Linked DNA regions of Capsicum annuum: region 2 is linked to region 1. A link is a contact called in public Hi-C data. All regions are on one chromosome and are shown on one strand. The core of a region is the stretch at or near the end of the contact, and the rest is flanking DNA. Distances in the headings are between cores, read along the strand shown. Region 1 overlaps LOC107852698 (nicalin-1). Region 2 overlaps LOC107852700 (mRNA-decapping enzyme-like protein).

Region 1 (4,732 bases), core at 1,659-4,158:
TAGTTTTAGATAATCAAAACTTTTTCTGTTTATGCTTTCTTTCTCCTTTATTATGCAGCTTTGTGTGACTCAAATTTTGGTAGATTTTCTTTTATGTTATCGGAAGGATGTTCTAATATTTTTCTTGTTTCAAGCATTTGTCATGTATGAAGTGAGCTATCTCATGCAGACAACAGTAGCTTTGCAAGTGTGTTTAACAAATTTCTTTATACACAGAGACACATTTACAGCCAAGAGAAGAAAAGCATTATCATATTTGCAGATGACAGTAGCTTAGCTGTCAATCCTTCCTACATAAGGTCTTGGCTAGAACTTTTATCCACAACACCTAGAGTGGCACCTTTTCTTTCAAAGAACGACCCACTTATTAAGGCGCTGGAGAAGGTATTTTAGATGCATTTACACTTAAATATACTGATTAGTTAGTTTATTATCTTCTTCACTTTTAAATATCATCATAATGTCTTGGTGTGTATATAAGGACATCTTTGTGTATATCACTATTCCTCATCATGATGGCTTGCCTTTATCATTTTTGTTTCCTCATCATGATGGCTTGCCTTTATCATTTTTGTTTGGCAATTAATGTTGTAAAACTGAGCAGAATGACAAAGAATTTACCTATTACTTGGTCGAAAATTGCCTGGTCTATTAGTTTTATGCACATCTTTAACCTTTGATGGTGTCCCATGCCACTGGTGAGCATGAAGATGTAGGTTGGACCAAAATTTAGCTCGTCAGGCTTTCTCTTGAGCACTGACATGCTTCAATTTGAGCTCCTTAAGGTATCTGTGTCTTTTATTTTCTTGTTTTGACCAACATGTGCTTTCGGTGTCTCTGCAGGAATTAGCGGATCATACTGCAGAGGTGAATGTACAGCATGAGATTCTAGATGGAATGTTCACTTTTTACGATTCAACTAGTGGCAAGTTGCATATATATCAGGTGTGTAAATAACTCCATCCATTCTGTTAGCTTAGCTGTGGTTTGTAACGTAATGCAAATAATAGTATAATTTGTAGAAGTTAGAAATACAATTTTCTGCTTAAATGTATTGACTGAGGACCTTTTTTTGTATAGTCTAATTGATCAACATTTCCATGAGCTGCCTCTATAAAATATTCAGCAAAACTTTCTTTAATGAAGATGTTCAAAATAACCTACATAAAGATGAGCCTTTAAAATACAAGAAGATACTAAACCTGACCTTACCATTAGAAGCAAATGAGATCTCTTCATCTGGCATGCAGAAAGACAATGCAGGAGTAGTAGTTTGAAGTTTGGTTTAGTGGGGTCAGTAGGTTTAGACTTGAAGAGTGATTATATGGACAGAAAGGGTCGTAGTCGTGCAGCTCTCGCCTTGCCACCAGTGTTCCATGTCTCATGTGGTGATGAATATGAGCATTTACGACCACTTATTTTCATCAGAAAAAAACAAAAGAAATAAGCATCTCTGACACTGATTATAACATTCAGACCTAGTTTTGTAACTCGGAAAGTTTTCCTATTCCACTGGTTGCTGATTTTAAGCTTGAGTAACCTGTCCATTTTTTTAAACACCAATATTTATACAGTCATATTGTCAGTTGCATTTGTTTCTTAACCGTCTACAGTTTAATCTTCGTTTCTCCATTTATTTACTTTTGCGATTAACCGCTTAAATTGTTCCCGTTGCAGGTTGCCAGCGTGACATTTGACTTGCTTTTGCTGTTGGTTCTAGGATCATACTTGATTACACTTTTCAGTTTTCTTTTTATCACCACCAGGGTATGTATTCTGGTTTACCTGATCCTGATTCTCTTATTTTCATATACAAATTTTAGCTGTTCCAAAATATGATGAATTTATAACAAAGACTTAAAAAACCTCCTAGATGTGTGTACCAATCAAAATATAAATACAAAGAAAAGAAAATGTAAACTCATCTAACCAATCTGATGGTATTATTTGGCAGGGTCTTGACGATCTTATTAGTCTATTCCGTCGCCCCCCATCACGGAAAGTAAAAACCGCTTGATTCCTGAAGCAGGACATTTCTGCATCAGGTGCTTGTGAATCAAGAAGCAGATGTTACTTTTTGTAATCTCAAGGAAGCTCATTTTCGGCAAGTTGTTATCAGTGGTTCAATGTATCGTCATGTAAACATTTAGCATTTCATGGAAAAGCTCCACATATTTTGCTTTGGTAGGTTTCCCAGTCATTTTTTTAACTGAGATAAGAATGTCATTCTCGCAGCCGGCTTTTCTCATAGGATTATGAGTTCTAAACATGTATACCAGCGGACGTAGGGCGTCAATTTTGGCAGATTGAATGTATTTATGTTCCAAAAAGATGCAGGCTTCTTTTGCTTTAGAGAATCTTTTCAAAAGCCTGTAAGTTCATGTTGATTTCACTTACAAAAGTGGATTATTTGTAGTAATTGTCTTGCTTTAAAATGGCTCCTTCCATATTCAAACTTTGCATATTGACAGGCCATGTCTCGAATTGAAATGGTAAACAAGTGAACTAGTTTGCCCTATATACAATTACTATTCTTATTCAATAGTACTTAATAAAATTACCACAATGTCGTGTCTGACATTCATATCCAAAAAAGAGACTCTCTCAACGCTACAATGGATTAGAAGTAGATATTGGAGGATGTTTAGTAAGGAGTTAACAACAATTTGAGCACCACAAATATACGACGCAATAAAGAAATGAAATTGGTACGTCTTCAAGGAAATATATATACAGACAATAACAGTGATGACAAATTACAAAATGAGATCAAAGCTAGTGCATTGGTTACAAACTAGAGGTTGTGCGAGTGTACTGCTTTGTGTGTCTCTGTGTGGGTGGGTTGGGTGGTTGTGTGTGTGTGTGGGTGGGGGGGGGGGGGGTTGCTCTGATTGTTGTGTCTCACTGGCCAATAAATGTTCAAGCGTTTTGTAAATGTTTTCTGTTAAACATACTGCTTGGCCCCCAAATATTTCATAGTTGGTAATTTGCTTGATTTCAATCAGCGTTTCTTTAAAAAGATTAACCCTTTGGTGGTTAGAATTACACCTACAGAGCACTTGGTAATTCTAAACACCTAAAAAATAACTTTCCTTTGGTTCCTTCACCGTGTCTCTTGTTGCTTATTTCTTACTCTCACCAGAATAATTAACTGCAATAACCTAGTGTTCCAAGTAAGCAGTTTTAGAAGACCTGAAACATGATTAATTTGCTAGTATGGTAGCTACATCAGTGGTAGATATAGTGGTACAAAAGGTTGGTTAGCCGTTGGTTAGTGTACCGGAAGAGCTCTTAGCCATTGGTTATTGGTACAAAAGGTTATGTTCGTAAGACTTAAAGTTTGTTCTTTTAGCAATTGATGTATTTGGGTTGTTTTGGTTGGAGGCTTAGCTGATTCAAATACCCTTCCGGGAAGGTGATTAGAATTACCAAGAAACTTTAAGTGTACAATTCTTTTAATAGAAAAGCTCAAATCAATGTTGAATGTCCTATTTTTTTTTAAGAAAAAACAAATTTAACCCGTCCCACCCGACTTGACCCACAAAAAGGACACAAAGAAATATACCCCTCCCTCAGTTCTATTGGTCGATTTTTTTTTCCAGTGAATAAATATATTTCTCTTTCAACATGCAATGCTAGTAGATTGCTTACAATTGAATAAAGAGTAGAATGAAATGGGATAGCGCAAAAACAAAACTAGAAAAAATGTCTAGTACAAATTTTGTTCATGTTTTAGTTATATTTAATTTTCAAAAGTTGGTATTCAATTCTATGTGCATCTAGGTTCTAGAATCAGTGGATAAGTTTTCATAGCAAATAATGTGATGAAAATTTTGTGTAGATCTAAATTATTATTTCTACTAGATAGAAAGGAGAGTTGAGGACGACCAAGGGTAGATTTGAAATTTCACATCTATTTTAATAATTAAGGATATTTTTTGTATCTTATATCTATTTTATTATATTGTAATAATTGTAGAAAAATATCTTTTCACGTTTCTACTTCTCTAACAAATGTGAATATCTATTCATAAAACAAATCTTTTTAAGAATATCTATTGATGTGTCTATTTTATTCTTATTTTGTCCCACTTAATAAAAAAATATAATTAAAAAATAAATATTAAAATACCTTTAAAAGGAATCTTATTAATTACTATTCTATCACACAAATATTTATTAAGGTGGCTATTGTTTCCACCACAAAATTAAGGACACAATATATAATAAATAATAAAAAATTAATAATGAATAAAATTTTTTATCTTTAAATAGGTTAACAACTTTAAAATTTAACCCATCAAGTTCATGCATGATAGTATTTTTTGAGCAACAAACATAAATATTAAAAGTATGAAATATTGAAAATTTTGACAAAGTAAGATTTTTAACTTAGAAAATTTAAAATATAAGAAATAAATATATGAAGAAAAAATTCAATGTTTACCAGGAAGAATTTTGTAAATCTTATTAATTCATTATTTTTTATACTAGAATTAAATTAAAAAATAATTATTATTATTCTACCACACAAATATCTATCAAGGTGGCTATTATTTTCATCACAAAATTAATGACACCAACTTTTAGAACTGATATGATATTTCTTCTCCGGACTAGACTAGAAAATAGACGACTCATTAAATAAAAAGCCAACAAACTCTTCATATTAACCTATAAAATAAACTCTTCGCTCATCAACAGATCCCAATTCTCCCATATCTGTATGTAT
Region 2 (4,732 bases), core at 586-3,085, 150 kb after region 1:
TGAGCTGGGGTCTATCGAAAACAGCCTCTCTACTTCTTTAGAGGTAGTGGTATGGACTGCGTACACTCTACCCTCCCCAGACCCCATTATGTGGGAATATACTGGGTTTATTGTTGTTGTTGTTGTTAATATGTTAAAATTATGATTATTTTTATTATAACTTATTTATGTGCAATATTTATTTTATGATATTATTATTATTTTGTTGTTGTTGAATATTTTTTTGTCATCACTCATTTCATATTTTATGTTTTTTTGTAAGAAACAACTAAGATAGTTGTATCTTGCAAGGACTAAAGAAATATTTAAAGCACAAGTTAACTATATGTTTTTTACCAAAAAAAAATTATATGTTGTATATGAAGACGTTACTAGAAAAAAATTGAAAAAATCCGAACAAGTCGAGAAAACTGAAAAATCCGAGATTGCAAATCCTGAATTTTATTGATTTGATTTGGTTCATAGATTTAAAAACCCAGCAAAATGATTTTGTTTGGTATTTAATTAAAAAATCCGAATCAACCCGGTCCATGTACACCCTTAACTTCAGCCATGATTGCTCAAGTGTATGAATCCTCTTTGGTTTATCACCGACTTGTAATCCAAAAGAAAGAAGAATCATCCTAGAGTCTTCTAGCCTATGTCTATCAAAAATGTATGCAAGATTGATGGAATCACAGACGTATTTATAGGTGAGCTAGAGACTCTTAGGCATATAACGTTGACCCTAGGGACTTCTCATAGTTATTTCTTGACATCAAAAAAATATATGCATAACTTAGAGAAAAATGACTCGGCTGATTTATTACTTTACTTGAAAGACAAGGCAACATTTTATTATAAAAAATATATGGGTCATATCAAAGTCTCTTAAAAGAGACGTATAAATTCTTACCTTTCAAACACAACAGACTATTCTGGGTTCTCAGAACTGGTCCAAATGGAGAATGCAGCTAAACAATAGTCAAAGAAATGACTTGTGATCAAGGAGAGTATTGCAAAACAAAAATGAAGAATACAATGGCTCAATCTGGGTGACATTAATACTATTTACTTTTATGCTTTTTTGAAAAATAGGCAAACTCAAAATCAGATAAGGCAACTTGTAATTAAGGACGGTGTACTAGGTTACTACAATCCCACCAAATCAACAACTGCAGAAAGAAAATAGCAGCACCCAAGACAACAACCATAAAATGCAAAAGAAAATAGAGTTCTTTTTCATGATCCAATTACCCCTCGAATCATGCACAACTCGTCTCACACCACTAGATCCTGTTGTGGTGTTCATAGCACCATTGGTGTTCAAGTTTATAAGTTTGAGGAGATGGTGATTGCCACTTAAATTGAAGAGGGATCTTAGGAACTGTGGTTGATATATAAGTACAAAATATACTTACCCTGAAGAACACTTGGTTTGGCTAAGGGCGTGCAGGACGATAAGTTGAATAATTTCGACTGCCAGTGGAGCCAAATTTGCCATAGTGTGAAAGAAGTAGGTTCAAGTTTGGTATATTAATGAATTCATTGTACCCTTCGTATGAGTTAGAAGCTTTATCCATTAATTAGGAGGGGAGATTTGTAGCCAGTCTAGATAATTTTGTGATAAGACAAGTCTCCCTCCATGTCAAAATACTTGTCATATTTTCATTTACACGTTCCTTAAGAAAAGATTGGTGTTAGACAATTGTATCGTTATCATGGAGTAGCATTACGGGCCAGCCAAATATGGGAATCAAATGTCTAATAGATTCACTTACGAGGAACATAATAGCAACTTGAAGTTGGGAGGCGAACGTAGCACGCTAGCCAAATGAAATGACAACATATTGGAGGGATGCTTTGCAATCGACAAATCCAGGAAAAAGATTCACCTGAGGCATCTGTATGGCGTATTATACATTGATTTTGCTGAGGCAACGACGTCAGTGTCGAGAACTGATCTGGGCCATTTCCGAAAAGAGGTAGATATGTACTCTGGAAAACTAAGAAAAAAACTTGGGTGGAATATCGAAAAGCATATGTTTTGGCATGTAGGCAGTGATCGAATTAATTCTACCAATCCGAAACTGATATCAAATTGGAACTTTTTCATTGATGTATGATGTGTCACTAATGTAGCTTCGATATAAAAAATTTAGAATCAACTAACCCCACCCAAGTCTTTCTTGCAATTCAGCTTACACAATACTAACCCTTGCAGAGACCAAAGCTGAAAATGCACACATCTTTCACATGATTGTTTATTGTTTAATGACCAAAAAACACATGGATGGAACTTGGCTAAATGAAGCATTGGAGTTCCAGACTGGCAAAACCCATAAACACTGTATACAAGGTAAAACATCAAATCTAAACTAGTAAAACTATGGAGCATAATACTATACAAGGTGGGTCTCAAAGACAATATAAACAGTAATAACCTAAAGGAGATGAACTTGATGCCATCTTTCTGCCAGTAGCGCTGCATAATGAGATTTCACCAAGTGAAGCGCAAACGTTCCTCTATTTATCATGTGTGATGAGCATTCAGAATAGCACGGTATACAATGTCAATAAATTGGTCATCCTGTTATGCAAGACAAAAATCAGATGCATAAGAGGTCAGTACAAAATTTATATCAAATCATGGGTCCTAATAGAGAAAAATAGGCACTAAATAGATTAAGGAAAAATCTGAAGACATGAGTATCCAAAAACAGCCTAGCTAATCGACTAGCTACACCAACAAAACAAGAAATTAATGAATTGTGAACTAGATTACTAATCCACTCAAATATCTAATTCCTAACTATTTGCAGACTTCATAACTAGTTTGCAGTACACTACAAAAGAAATACATGATATCAAGAACTTACACCCAATGACTTTGAAAGGGGTTGATCTTGAACTTTTGATCCCCTCTATACCTCCCCGAGGTAAAGGTAAGGTCTACGTACACTATCTACCCCATAACCCACTTATGGGGTTATATTGGGTATGATGATGTTGATCCATAGGCAAATCATTAAAATTAAAAGTCAAAACTTGTTAAACTTAAGTTTTGCCCATGGGGCTTGACTACCCACCTCCGAGGCCATTATTGTAATCACCACCCAATATGACCTTGACAACATAGGCACATTCAGGATTTAAATAATGAGTTTCTTCAGTGACCTCAAGTTAATAGGCAACAATAGTTGAGTTCATAGTTGATGTGATAAAAAGTTATATATTTCGCCATCATTAGCCTCACATTTGGGGTTTTATTGTCTCTTTGACCGCCAAGTCATCCCCAAGAGAGGAAGTTTCAAGTATCTTGGGTCAATAATCCAAGAAATTGAGGAGATAGACGATGATGTCAGACACTGTATTGGAGCAACTTAGATGACATGGGGCTCGCACCTAGTGTCCTATGGGTTAAGAATGCATCACCAAGGTGGTTCTACAGAGTGGTTGTTATTAGACCAACTATGTTGTATGAGGCAAAGTACTTGCCCACGTTCACAAGATGAAAGTAGCAAAAATGTGGATGCTTAGATGAATGTGCAGTCATACTAGGAGAGATAAGATCAAGACAAGATAGGACAAGATATACAGAGCAAGGTGAGAGTGTCCTCTCTTGTGGACAAGATCAAGGGAGGGAGACTGATATGGTCCAGGCATGTGAAAAGGAGCACAAAATGCCCCATTGATGAAGTGCAGAGATTGGTCGTCATAAGCCTTAAGGAGAATAAGAAAGGTAGAGGTAGATTAAAGAAAAATGCAGAGGAGGGTGTGATTAGATAGGACGTAATACACGTTAAGTTCATCAAGGACAACGACCCTAGATAGGAAAAGCATGAAAGTCGAGGATTACAGTAGAAGTTTAACAGCTAGTTAAGAGTGATTTTTCTCTTTCTTGTGGCAAAGCATGGTTCTAGCTTGGAGTAACTTATTTGCTCTTCTCCTTTCCGGTAACTATCATTATTTTTCTTTTATGATCTTATTCTTCTATTTTATCGCTATTGTTGTTCTTTTGCTTTCGATTATCTTAATATGCTTGTGTCAATATCTCATTCCTTCGTATTTTCATCCAGGTTTGTTTCAACTTGCATTTTTCAAATCTATTTTGAAATGTTTTTCTTGAGTTGAGGGTCTATCGAAAACCGCTTCCCTACCTCACAAGGTAGGGATAAGGTCTACAAGCACTTTACTTCCCATACCCCACGTGTGTCGCACTGGGCATGTTGTTGTATCATACTACTTCATTAGATAAGACAGCTCAAAAGGGGATAGTTCCAAGACTAAGCCTACAAAATGAAGCAGCATATTTCCATCAACAAAGCTAGTGAAGGTTTCCACATAAAAGTGTTTTCTTCGCCAGTGACTGCCTGTCTTGAGCTTTTGAGTGTGCTATACACACTATCCAGAATGGAAGCCTTGGAGCAACAATAAAGTTGTCTAGGTGTGATCTATAGATCACGGATTTGAGCCTTGAAATCTACTACTGATACTTGTGACATCCGCTTAGGGTGCGGCCCTTCCCCAATCTCTGTTTTAATGCTCCCTTCCCCAATCTTTGTTTGAATGCGGGAAGCTTCACACACCAGGCTGCCTTTTGCAGACGCCATTCCATTTTTTTTCCATACGTCCCCTGCGGGATGTCCCAGAACTAAGCCATGTTGATGCAGAAAATAGGATTTTCCATTCCAAAAGGACCCTTCTATTATAAGATAACTGAAATAACTCTTGAAGATTTTTTTCTGATAGA

What was found. A called contact is a pair of places that touch in the nucleus more often than the background predicts.
Region 2: a Hi-C map of leaf shows a contact between it and region 1, with 4 times the contacts expected there. The contact joins two enhancer-like sites. A contact is called at or near these places in 3 of 5 Hi-C or Micro-C datasets (bud, leaf and placenta).

What each region holds. Positions count from the first base shown.
Region 1 is chr1:64,243,708-64,248,439 of UCD10Xv1.1, forward strand. LOC107852698 (nicalin-1) reads left to right here. Exons shown (of 14, transcript XM_016697736.2): 11 at 217-384; 12 at 844-945; 13 at 1,678-1,767; 14 at 1,955-2,455. The coding sequence ends at 2,017. Among protein-coding and RNA genes, the nearest start is that of LOC107852698, 20 kb to the left of the region's middle. Within about 2 kb of position 2,909, at least 4 of the 5 cell types and tissues checked have an H3K27ac peak or open chromatin away from gene starts, as enhancers often do. A contact at or near this core is called in bud and leaf, where this site is marked.
Region 2 is chr1:64,394,181-64,398,912 of UCD10Xv1.1, forward strand. LOC107852700 (mRNA-decapping enzyme-like protein) reads right to left here. Exons shown (of 8, transcript XM_016697738.2): 8 at 2,071-2,569. The coding sequence ends at 2,513. Among protein-coding and RNA genes, the nearest start is that of LOC107852700, 12 kb to the right of the region's middle. Within about 2 kb of position 1,836, at least 4 of the 5 cell types and tissues checked have an H3K27ac peak or open chromatin away from gene starts, as enhancers often do. A contact at or near this core is called in bud and leaf, where this site is marked.